Linked DNA regions of Drosophila melanogaster: region 2 is linked to region 1. A link is a contact called in public Hi-C data. All regions are on one chromosome and are shown on one strand. The core of a region is the stretch at or near the end of the contact, and the rest is flanking DNA. Distances in the headings are between cores, read along the strand shown. Region 1 holds the start of Sap-r (Saposin-related). Region 2 holds the start of ATPsynC (ATP synthase, subunit C).

Region 1 (6,151 bases), core at 2,447-4,946:
CTCATCGCTGGCTGGCTGGGGATTGAACACTTCGACATCTTCCTTCTTGGGCAGATTCTTCGGGCACATCTGCATGAGGGGGCACACGTCACGAGGATTCAGTCCTTGGACGAGCAGAGCTATCACAGCATCGCCATACATCTCCACGAAGTTGCGGCATTGACCGGCAACTCCCGAGGGCAGTTTGGCGCAGATGTTCTCCACGGTGTGCTTGATCTCGTCATCCGTGGAGGGGGTAGCCAGAGTCTCCTGAATGAAATGCAGCATGTACTCACACAGGGTGCACAGCTCTCCACCCTCGACCAAAGCTCCGGGATTAGCTGCACCCATTAGGTGATCAATGGGCAGCTGCATGTCCAGGATCTCTTGCTGGCTGAACTTCGGCTCACTGGCGCCCAGTTGCTTCTTCTCGTGCTTCTCCAGCTTCTCGATGGTGATCTTTACCTGAGCCGGCTCAATAACAGGCAGCAGCGGCATGATTGGGACATCCTTCATCGAGGAGGCGGAGTTCTTCTGGCAAATGCCGATCATGCAGCAGGCTCCATTGGCATCTAACTTGCTGACCAGAGTCTCGTAAATCACATGGTAGTATTGGTCAACAATGCTAAGGCACTCGTCCTTGAATCCCTTTGACTGCTTGCAGAATCCTTCCATAACTTGCTTGAACTCCGTTTCAGTGGTGTTGGCCACCAAGACGTCGCGAAGGTGCTTTACTAGTTGCTCGCATAGTTCGCATGGAATATCATCGCCGGCATCCAAGGCAACTAAGGCTTCTTGCGGTTGCTTTTCCTCTTCATGCTGGTGATATCTGGAGGCACACACTCCGGACACATGGCACACGGCATCCGTGGTCAAGTGCTTGCTCACATGGTCGTAGATATCATTAAAATAGGTGAGCACAATGTTGGCACAGGCGTCTGAGAAACTAGATAGCGATCCGCACATATGAAGCATCGTTTCCACCATGTCATCGCGATCGGTAGCCGCAAATTTCGAGTGCATCAGGCGGGAAAGCAGGTTGCAGTTGCCGCAGGAAAGTTGGTTAGGCTGCATGGCCAACTCGGTCTCCTCGGAGCTGTCATCTTCATTCTGGACGGTTCCATCAAGACCAGCCTGAATGCCGTTCTTATACAATTCGTCGATGCGAGCACTGTTGCAAAGTCCGGCCACAGAGCAAACTTGCTGAGGATTGAAGGGAAACATTTTATATATCAATAAAAGGTTTAGGAGGATGTGTTGTAGAGGTGAAAACTCACATCTGGATTCATCTGCGAGGCCAGGGCCTCGACCAACTCGGGCAGGAAGTCATCGGCCACCTTGATGCACTCCTTCTGGATCGGCTTGATCGGAATCAGCTTGCAGGAGCCCTCGAAGACCTCCTTCAGCTCCTCCTCTGTCTGGTTGCTCTTCAGCTGGTCGCGGGCCTGAGTAACCATGTCCTTGCATATCGTGCAGATGGAGTCCGTGTCCACCGGCACCTTTTGGGTTTCCCAAACGGTTTGGATGCAGTGGCGGGTGGCACGACATTCCTTGGAGTTGCTGGAAAGGAAGCAGACATAAAGTTAGCAAACTTTTTTTTTGCTGTTAAGATAAACCCATCAGAGTAAGCAGTCGGATACTAAGCTGATTGTGCGAAATGCCGCTGTTCGGATCAAATGACCCGCATTCGTAATCGAGTGGCCAAGCCAGAATCGACGAGTCAGCAAAGACCAGAGTCCACTAAAAAGGGAGTAGTCCCCTATCCACTTTAAGAATGCACCCACAGCTCACATGATAATGTTGGGTCTTCAATGAATACAACGAAGCATTGGACTGGTAATAATTTTGATTTTTGAACATCCGAGACGGAACGAAATGGTTTAATAATCATCAAACTTATGCTGACTAAATCAAAGCCCATATCATCTCATATAAGCAAATAGCATTTAAAGCACAACACTTTGATGGAAAGTAACCCTATATTTGTTCAATATAAATCGATTTGACTGATTCGAACGGAAAGTGCTAATTTCCATTAACATGAAGAGACGCCTGCGGTGGAATCGCCAGGAATACCAAACAAAAGCGTCTAAATAGCAAAAAATCAGCACTGATAAGCACGGAAATAAACAGTACATATGTATGAATGATATATCTGGACGTATCCACGTATATATTATTCACTTGGCTGCGCATTCACAGATATTGTTTTCTGAATTTTCAACAGCAATGGCGACGTTTTTAATTTTTGACACTCTGCAATTGAGAAACAAAGAAACGGTTAAGAGCCAGAAATGGCGGATTTTCCTGGCCATTTAAAAATAAATCAATCAATAAACAAAGGAATTACGACTAGCGATAAGCGATGGATGGGTGCTTAACAAATGTTTTCAGTTGCCTATTGATCGCTTTTACTCTATTAATGATGCAGTCCATGTAAATGTTTTCAAGTTTATCTTGGTGTAACATACATACATATGTACGTACAGTATAGCTTCTGTAAGGTGATCCTTTGTGGCCGCAATGTAATATCACTCCATTGAGGAATTTACAATTGTGAGTATGGCTAAGATAAGGGTTTCAAGTGCATTGTGATTGTGTTAAGGCTTAGAAGTTGCACTTTCGGATGTTCCCCTGTACTCATCATACGCCTGAGGGATTAGTCAGAATTCGTTGATAAGGAACAACTGTTGCCGCCTACAGCGAATTAACAATGATAAACAAAGCAATCATGTGGTTTGTTTGGCGGTGCACAGAAAAGGGAGCTGTGTCAAAACGATCTGCTCCTCTGGATTACTCATGCATATAATCGGTGTCGATAAAGTTGTGCCCCCTACGAGCGCTTAACTCTGCCGTCTAAATGTTCCGACTGGCGGTACTGTTAATTTGATTTGTACAGCGAATGTGCAGACAAAGGAAATCCAGAAATATGGGATATGAAGGCAGAGAGTATTGCGAAAAGTGCACTCAGAGAAAACATCGAGTCTGTAAAACAATACAACGCAAAATAAGGGGACGCAATTAGAGCGGCACTAGTGTTAAGTTTGCAATAACAGGGGTTATCGGCGAATAGAGCTATGTAGAGCAAAGTGATTCGATTCCCGATTCGAGTGATAGTCTTATCGGCCGAGAACAAAACAGAACAGACGAGTCTTCGCTGCAAACAATGGGCAAGTGAGGCGGAGAAGTAATATCGCTATTTGGAGGGGGGTTAAGAGAGGTTAGCTTTTCGCCTTCGAGAACTTTGTGGTGTTCGATGACCAAGCGATTTATCCGAATATACCGTTTATTGTATCACCCACTTTTTTGCACTCACCTGAAATTTCCGCACCAGTAGGAGGGTCCCCAGGTGCACTTGCTGGAGCCCAAAAGGGGCGTGGCAGCGGCGAAGACGCCTGCAAGAAAGCAAACAAACAAAGAGAGCAACGGTTGAGGAACAGAGTGCACAGCACGAATACGCAATAAGCTATGACTAAACTATTATTGTGGTTCCCTTTCAACGTCGCTTTTCGCACTTCTCTCCATCTCTTCTCCACTCACCAAAGGCGCAGCACAGTGCCAAAACGGCCAAGAGGCCTGCTCTCTCCATTTTCCCGGTTTTAACTGTACTTCTTAAATGTCGGCGGAGATAGTCCTCTATTTGCAGCTACGTATTTATTTCTGAACGAAAACTGAAGTGCAATTGCAACGATTGGTTCAATTTTTTATTTGTCTGTAGTGTGGCCGCCGTCTGTTTCGTCAAATATATACCGTAGCGATATAATAGTGCGACCAGTCAGCGATTGAATTATTGTTAAATTTATTTAACGATACTTATGGAGCAAGACTTGGATAATGCTTTTAGCATAAAACCAACCCAGTGTATACTTAGCAATCAGGGGGGAGCATGGACTCGAACCGCACTCTGTTAATAACAGAGATCTGTTTTTGCCTTTCAAAAAGCCATAAAAACCTCCGAGGAAGCTATCATAAAATGGGGTCAGCAAATCATTAAACTTAAAATGGTATAATAAACAATTAAGTAACCGATATGAAACTATTAGATTTGGGCCACCTTTCTATAGGGTGTTAAGTACATGGAGTACTTGAATACGTTGTCCTTCAAATTATAACTTCAATTATCGTAGAAGAAAATTATTGCTCCTAAAGTCGGAACAATTTATTAAATCACTCACTCAATCAACAAACAAAGCCTTCGCCACCCGCAAATGCCTCACAATGTATTTATAATCGATTGCAATCCGCAGATTTAATTACATATTGCCGCGACGAAACTATGACAATAACCATCAGCGATGTTCTTGAACTTAGCGCGGTTATTAATACGCCCCTTTTTGCCCAGCCCCATCGCTTAACCCCCCTTTGGCCAACTTGGCCAACTGTGCGACGTGAACTGGCAGGCACATGATTAAATTCTATTGTAATTGCGGGTTAATTGATGTGAGCCTGCCCAGATGTAAAGCTCGCAGGCATAAATGTTGGGGAAAATGCATCTCACTCGTAATGGCCGGCTAGTAGATTTTTCTCGCGATGCCTATCGGCGTGTAATTCTCGATTCCGAGGTGCGTATCAAGATCTGTGTGAGAATCGTCTGAAGATACATTCGCAAAGAATGCCAGACACATTCTCACAGCGATTGAAAGTCGAGGTCATCTGGTGGTGTTTGCCCAACGAAATGCCAAATGCAAGCGCCGATCCGGCCAATACGGCCATAACATGGCTATATCTGTGTCAAAACCAACGATTTGGCTGTTCAGGGGCTTAGAAGGAAACCTGAAACCTGTCGTGTTGACCGTGGATTGCAACGCCTGCCGTGCATTTCGGTTCTTTGACGGAGATTAACCCACTGAGACCTTGCTGAAATACTTGGTACTTAGAACCAAAAATTGTGGAAATATTAAATTGCACTCGATTAAATAGGAATTGAATTTAAGGTTTATGTGACCTTAGGCGAGGTACCATGGGGTAGTAGAGGGTTAATTGCAGCCAGACACTGCACTTGACACTTGAAGTCTGGCTGCGAGATTGATATTATGGCAATTGAGTGGACCGCCGCCAAAGAACAAGTAATCAAGTTCAGCAGTGAAGGAAATTTAGGCAATTAACACGCTTATAAGTGAAGCAGTAAATCATTGGACTAACGTTTAATTTCGGAGTTTCAAGAGCGAGATAATTTTCTGCTTTTATCCGCTTTTTTATGTCATTCATAAATTTGTTTACTCTAGAAGCGACTGCTTGTTTGGGTCTTTGAATTCAGCCAAGCCAAGTTATAGTCGGACAAAGTACAAAGTACGCCTTTTATTCCCTCCCAATTAACTTGGTCAAAAATCAGGTTCGGAAAGAATTAAATGCATCCATCCACAAGAGTGAAATTTCCGGCAGTTCACACGCTGGCAGATAAAATCGAGGCTCGAGATACATTTTGTGTTGAGTGACCCGCGGAGAGATTGGTAACAACTCTAATTGCCGCGATTGCCAAGTGCGTCACATAAGGCCCGTCTAATGGCTAATTGTTTATGGCCACTTTGGCTGACCTCTTGGGCAATTTCCCTTTCCCTATCCATGAAATCCGCCTGAAACTCCGAAACAGTTACTTTGGGGTAGTCGCTTTTCGGAGATCAGAGAACGTAGCTCACTAACTACTGCCTCACCATGCGGAAATGAACTTGACCTTATCGAGGGGCTAAAAGACCGCTAGCCACAGCCAAATGCCAGCTAATCAATTCAGCCACAACTGCTGGCCATAATTTGTGAGTCAAATCTTCAAATACTGTCTATAATGGCTATAAGCGAACGAAACCCCCAACAATAACAAAGCAGAAACAGTTGAAGTTATAGTTAAGATCTACAACTCTTTTATAGCTGACTTCGAGCGAAGGCTTCTCGACTGACTGCTGCTCTTCTTCCGCACGTAGTCCGTCCAGCATCCAGATCAAGTTCAGGTGTGGATTTGGCCATAAAGATGCAGTAGTCTAGCTGGGTTAGAAGCGCTAATTCTCGAAAACTTTGACCCATTGAACTGCTTTGCGTGAGACTTCGCTCATGATTTGTTTATGGGAAACCAAACACGTTTGCCACGCTTATTTTGAATCGATAAAAAGTGAATAAACCACAGACTCACGTAGAAATGTCAACAACCGTTAACTGGTCATTATTATGTAAATCTAAATAC
Region 2 (6,151 bases), core at 1,856-4,355, 330 kb after region 1:
GAGTGCACGAGGATGGCTGGAGTTCGTTCGGGCCATCGATTGGGTTGTGTTTTCGGTGAGCCGGAAGCTTGCTTTAAGTAAAATCTAATTTTAATGTCTGTCGTCTGGGTATGGGCGTGAGCGTTGGCTAGTCCAATCCGATTGAATCCAATCCTCCTTCCTCCTGATATTTCGGTTGTTCAACTTAAAGTAGGTGTGGTCTTCTCCTCGCTCGCATGTTTTTTAAAAACAAAATTACATGTATTATGTGGTTGTTGTTGGTATTTATAATTAGATAGTTGTACAGGATGTTCTTGTTTGCTATCAATCAATCAATCAATCATTTTATCATTAATAATCGAAAACGAACGTAGGTGTTGCTTGTTCTGGTTGTTGTTGTTGTTTGTTTGTTTGAAGTGTTGTTTGGTTGCTATTCTCGTTCGCATGCGACTGGCGCACGCGCCCGATCGCAGGAAACAAGGACGAGCAATCGATGTGCAGCAGGCGCGCTTAGAAGGCGAACAGCAGCAGGAAGGCCATCATCAAACAGAACAGACCCATGGCCTCGGACAGGGCGAAGCCCAGAATGGCGTAGGAGAACAGCTGCTGTTTCAGCGATGGGTTCCTGGCGTAGCCGATGATGAGGGAACCGAATACTGTTCCGATACCAGCACCTGTTGTATTGGTTCGTTGTGTTTCGGTCGCGAAGTTGGGAGGAGAAAGAAGATCAAAGCATTAGTACCCTGTCCAAGTCAGTTGGCATCTCCGGTTCTCGCCGAAGCTCGCAAGTGAGAAATGGAATTCGGACAATGGGGAATGGATGGGTCACCCTGACGCGCCTTTAGCTTCTTTCACCAGGTAGTCAGTCACAGATTAGTCTGAATTGAGTTCTGCCTTAGAGGCAGCAAGCACATCGCACTAAAAACGCTGGCCACGAAAGGTTTCAATGCCAACCAGGCGGCGGTCACCGGGGGCAACGGCAACACCTGGTAGCAGGATTTCTGGTACTTTCGCCCTGCAATCACACAGGTTTCCTGCTGGGAAATGAAGCCGCAACAAACAGCTGGCTCGGCCGATTCTCAGACCTTCCCGGGGCAATGGTTTGTGGAGTAATCAGATACTCGTTGTGTGGGCCCCAGATGCTAGTTTGCAACTGACTGGAGGAAAAGAAGCCCAAGGCGTCTGGGGATCCCCTCTGACTGAATGATGTAGGTGCCCAACGAAACCAATACATACCGGATCCAGCGACACCGACTGTTGCGGCACCAGCACCAATGAATTTGGCGGCCGAGTCAATGTCACGCGTGACTGGCGAGGTCTGGAATGACCTGATCTGTGGCAGCAATGCAACGGGGGTTGTGTTCTGAGCGGCCAAAGTCTGGCTCTGGCTGATGATGGCGCTGCTCAATGGTCGCAAGTACTGCTTGGAGTTGGCGAGGAACTAGAAAGGTAGATGAGCGTTCGTTGATTATATAAGCGGTATTCCACGCCGTGTGTACATTGCTTGAGATAAAGTTTCTGGCCGTGATAAGAGATATATTATGCATAAAATTCATAATATTTTACCTAACCCCCATTACCACTACTAATCTACTACTAATAGCTTATAGACAACAAAAATTGAGAATTGATTCATATAATCTTTTCATGGTTTATCATGTTTACCAATTCAATTTATAAGTATAGGAATGCTATGGAAAATGTTCCATAAATACCCGAAATTCCTTCACATCGTACTACAAGTAAGAACTATTTGTGTGTGAAATAGAAACTTAGTGCTTGGGCATTTAGATCACACATGACCGGATCTTGGCAAATACACTAATACTGCTGCTTAACCCTCGAGTGCCGACCAAGTTCATTGCTCTGCTGTAATGCCAAGTTATGCAATCGTTAAGTAATTTTCCCTCGATTGGCACTTTGGCTGCTGTGTTTGTTGTGCTTCAGAGGCTACTAGCATAGTTGTTGGTGGCCCGATATTAACAACTATAGTTTTATAAACAATGTCAATTATTGTCAATTTGTATTACCCCGCACCCCTCTCATTTTTCAACACCCTACTGGAAAGCTTTCGCCGGTTCTAACCTCAAAGACACACACCACAGACCTGAAAGCAGGTGTTATACAATGAAGGGATAGCCTTTGAAACTGCAAATAAAAGAACTCACTAAATTCTACGCACAGATGCTGAGCGATAATTCACAATTTCTCGCATTTAATTAGTAGATTCCACTGGGCGCACACATAACCTCAAAGTTATGCAACTGTGTGCCGTCCGTGTTTTCTCACCGCGGCCATTGGAAGTTCACCACGCCAGGGCGGCATTCAAATGGTTAGATCGGGAAAATCAATGCACTTTTCCGATAATTATGTAATTTCCTGCACATTTTAACTTTATCTCGCACAATTCGGACATAAAAATGGGGAAGGGGTACTTACGGCGCTCCTGGCAACTGGGGCAATGCGAGAGACTGTCGACACGAACATTTTCGGTTGAATTTCCTTTTTGTTTTGCTTACGACAAAATTGAAGCTAGCGCACGGCTCTGCAAAGATATAGACGGAGATATCGATTAGTTCTGGGCTGACTTTCTGTCCCAAGAATACATTGTATCAAGTCCCACGCCGCCTCAGAAAAGTTACGTAACATGCGGAAAATCTGCCCTCGCACCGGATTTTCACTCGACTCTCAGCTCGATCTGTGCTCAGTCATCAATTGAAACCGATTTGCTGGCTTTTCCTCTGCGAATTTGCCGATTTTCTAACTTTTCCAGTGACGCAACGACTCGAGGCACACACGCACACCACTGCAAAACCAGAATGGCACACGTGTGTGTGTGCGAGTGTGCCGCAAGATGGCGGCGCATTATCAAACACGTTTCGCACTTTAATTGGCGAAATTTCACACGATTCTTCACTAATTCCGCGTTTTTTGGCTATCTGAGGCGTTTGCACGGCTGTTACCCAACAGAGGGGTGCTGATAAGGGGGGTGCTCCGCCAGCGGACGGAAAAACCCGGAAAAAGCAACTCACTTCGAACGAACCCTTCACAACAGTAAAACGAATTTGACAATTTCGCTGACTTTTGGGGGGTGCTAAGTGTGGCCGTCAGCGGGAGCTGGGAAAAAGGACGATAGGTCGATTTAATACTGGAAAGTACCAGAAATACCATTTTGGTTGAGAACCCAATCCACGGTGCAAGTCCTGGCTACACATTTTCAGCAGAGACGCGCCCCAGGAGCGAGTCTTTGCTAGAATAGGAGGTTGCCCTTGCACAATAGGCGCAGTGTGACCATAACAGTAGTGGATACGTAGAATCAATTAAATAGCCCTTTCCCACGAAACTGCGTCTTTCTAATTTTGTTTATTTATTTATACTACAAATTAATAAAATAAAATCTTTGGCGAACGGTCCATAAAAACGGGTCATTCTGAAAATTTTTCAACCAGCAAATGCAATAGATAAATTAGATAATTAGATAATTAGATAAATTAGATAAGTTTTCAATGAATTTGGCAAGTGTAGGGCCAAATAAGTATGTATAATCGTTTGTGTTTTACATGCACATAATCTATTCTTTTATTTAACTACATACATATGTATTGTGAAATATATTTTTATCATCAATATAGTTGATGAAATTATGTATATAAAATATAACCAGACTTCAGTTGTAATAATATTCATCGTGCCCTAAGTTTCCCTGTCTTTTTAAAATATATTTGATGGGGTGGAAAATATTAAATTCATATGTAAAAATTATATATATGGTAACATTTTAATAAACCTTAGCTAAGCTTCAAGTATGCCTATCCCGAAATTGAAATAAAAGTGTAATTTTATATTATATATAATATATAATATAATATATAATTAATTATTATTTATTGTTTTCATTAATTTTTACGGAACTATATATACAAAAGGAAACGACTAGAGCCCTCTGGCATCTTTTCATAATTCTATACGCAATAAACAATATAAAATTTTTTATTTATTTCTTGTAATAATTTCTTATGGAATAATGCCTTAGTAAATAACTAGAGCCGGCCGGCATATTTTCATCGAAATATAAGTTTGTATTCTCAAAATATTTAATGTTCTATAGGAAGGTGTATCTGCTAGACTTAAATTAGTTAGGAGGGTGCACTCGCTAAGAGCCCGAGAATGCAGTGCAGCCCTGGTACGTGCAAACTCACCACAGTCACGCACACCACCACAAACGCAGCGTTACGCGTCGTTCGACGTCGGTGTTTGTGTCTACGTCACGTCGGCTTAAATTATGTTTTAATTACCCAGCGGCAACTGCGAATGCAACTGAATCGAAGCACAGAATGCTGTAAGTAAATATAATACTGATGCTAATTTGAAGTCAGTTAAACCCAGTTACGCCCCCCAAAATGTTGCAGCCCTCAATTGCATAACATCACTTGCGCATGAGTGTGTGCGTGTGTGAGGAAACGCCAGAGGAGCGAAACACACCACACCGAACAGCGGCGTAGGGAAAGAGACGGCAGAAGCAGCTGAATTGCAGTACAAGCAGGGTTCATCGCTAACAAAAAAACAAGCCATGTACTCCTGCTGAATTTCGAAAGCGACTTATTATCGCCTGATTACCAACGAACAGTATTCGCCCGATCAAACGCCACATAACCCCCTAAACTCACCACAGCACATTGGAAGTGGGTGGGAGTCGCCGCTAAGCTGAAATTGCAGCCCTGGAAATGGACGTTTCGGTGCAGTGCTGACCTGGCCACACTGACCAGCCCCCGATTTAGTTGCTGTTTTTTTACATAACTCGCCACATTCGTTCTCTTCGGAATACGTGATATATATATATATATGATAATACGATATATATTATGGCCGTTTTCCTGATCAACGTCTGCAAGTACAATGGCTGCGGCATCACGTTTCCGAGCTTGAGCGATCTGATTTCCCACATCGAGGACACCCACATAGGTGAGACGGGTCGTAAACACCGTAAATATCGCTATCATTTGACCGTCGCGTGATGTTCTCGGTGTGTTTTGTTTATTTTATTTACTCGCCGCGGCATAAATAAAAAAACAAATCGGATCGCAGCGGGGCAGAGGTGTGCGAGTTCGTCAGTGTGTGAGTGCGTGAACGGCTTCGTGGTGAATTGGATGTTGTTTCTACGATATGATTTGCAGTTTGCATTCGGCATTTATTGCACTTAAAGGCAAAATCGATGCTGGAAGCCTGGAAATGGCTACCTGTGCCCACACACACCGCTGCACGCCGCACACACACGCCCTGTTTTCCAGGCGCGTACAGCATTCGTTGATCGGTGCGCTGGCTGGAAAGTGCGGGTGCGAGCGAGAGCGCAGCACAAGCAAAACAAAAGCAAAAAAGCCGGTGATCCATTCAAAACCCCGCCTGTCTGTGTGTGTGCGTGCGTGTGTGTTTGGAAGGCCAGCACAGCATCTAGTTGTTGTTTGCGGTGTAGTGGAAACCGGCGAGTTGAGCGCCCTTTTTTTGACCTGTCCGCATGGCTTGGCTTGGGTTCGGCTGTTTCTGGCGTTCGTTTCCATGGCAGGTGTATCCGCATCCGGTAATCGGAGTTGGAACTTAGAAGTTGGAGGAGATGCGCTTCTTGTCTGCCCCATGCGCCTTCCCCCTCCGCTCATACCACGCACTCACAATCACAATCGATACTTGAACTTTCCCGTCCACGTGACTCCCGTGGGCTTCCAATTAATCATTTCCACGGTGTGTGTTTACCGGCTGAAATAAACAAATTCTAATTTTAGTGATTGTATGGCGAGGGGCGGGGTTTTCGAGGGCGAAAAATCAATAGAGTTAAGCTCAGTAGTGTTGCCGCATTACGAAAACGGGGGTTTGGGGGTGGTTTAACCGTTAACGGGCTTTATTTATGCCGAACATGCCGTGCGTCTTACACTGAGAGTTATTTTTATGTATGTACGTTTGTATGGTTGACTCTTTTTGCTTTTAGAATGAGGTACTTTTTAAAGGTCGTGTAATTTATTTACAAAAACACATAAAATTAACGAGTGAGATCACCATTCATCCAAGTCAATGCATTTTCATGCTTTAGGGGCAATGTAAAGTGGTGATTGCAGAGCTCGCCTACTTTGTAAGCTGTACGTACACACGTTATTTAATTACCCTTTGCACTTCAATTTTTCTC

Evidence for each region. Hi-C and Micro-C count contacts between places; a contact is called where the count stands out from the background.
Region 2: a contact with region 1 is called in a Hi-C map of the Kc167 cell line, with 4 times the contacts expected there. The contact joins the promoter of ATPsynC here to the promoter of Sap-r in region 1. A contact is called at or near these places in 11 of 107 Hi-C or Micro-C datasets (the D17-c3 cell line, the Kc167 cell line, the S2 cell line and 4 more).

What each region holds. Positions count from the first base shown.
Region 1 is chr3R:30,885,366-30,891,516 of dm6, forward strand. Sap-r (Saposin-related) reads right to left here and starts at 3,697. Exons shown (of 7, transcript NM_079858.4): 1 at 3,520-3,697; 2 at 3,296-3,374; 3 at 1,257-1,539; 4 at 1-1,182. The coding sequence starts at 3,568.
Region 2 is chr3R:31,216,525-31,222,675 of dm6, forward strand. ATPsynC (ATP synthase, subunit C) reads right to left here and starts at 3,106. Exons shown (of 4, transcript NM_143595.2): 1 at 3,012-3,106; 2 at 2,419-2,524; 3 at 1,216-1,420; 4 at 1-653. The coding sequence starts at 2,466. The coding sequence ends at 490. CG12054 reads left to right here and starts at 4,178. Exons shown (of 7, transcript NM_001260456.2): 1 at 4,178-4,318; 2 at 4,389-4,941. The coding sequence starts at 4,842. mir-4949 (mir-4949 stem loop) reads right to left here and starts at 2,848; the gene lies at 2,750-2,848. It also overlaps RNaseP:RNA.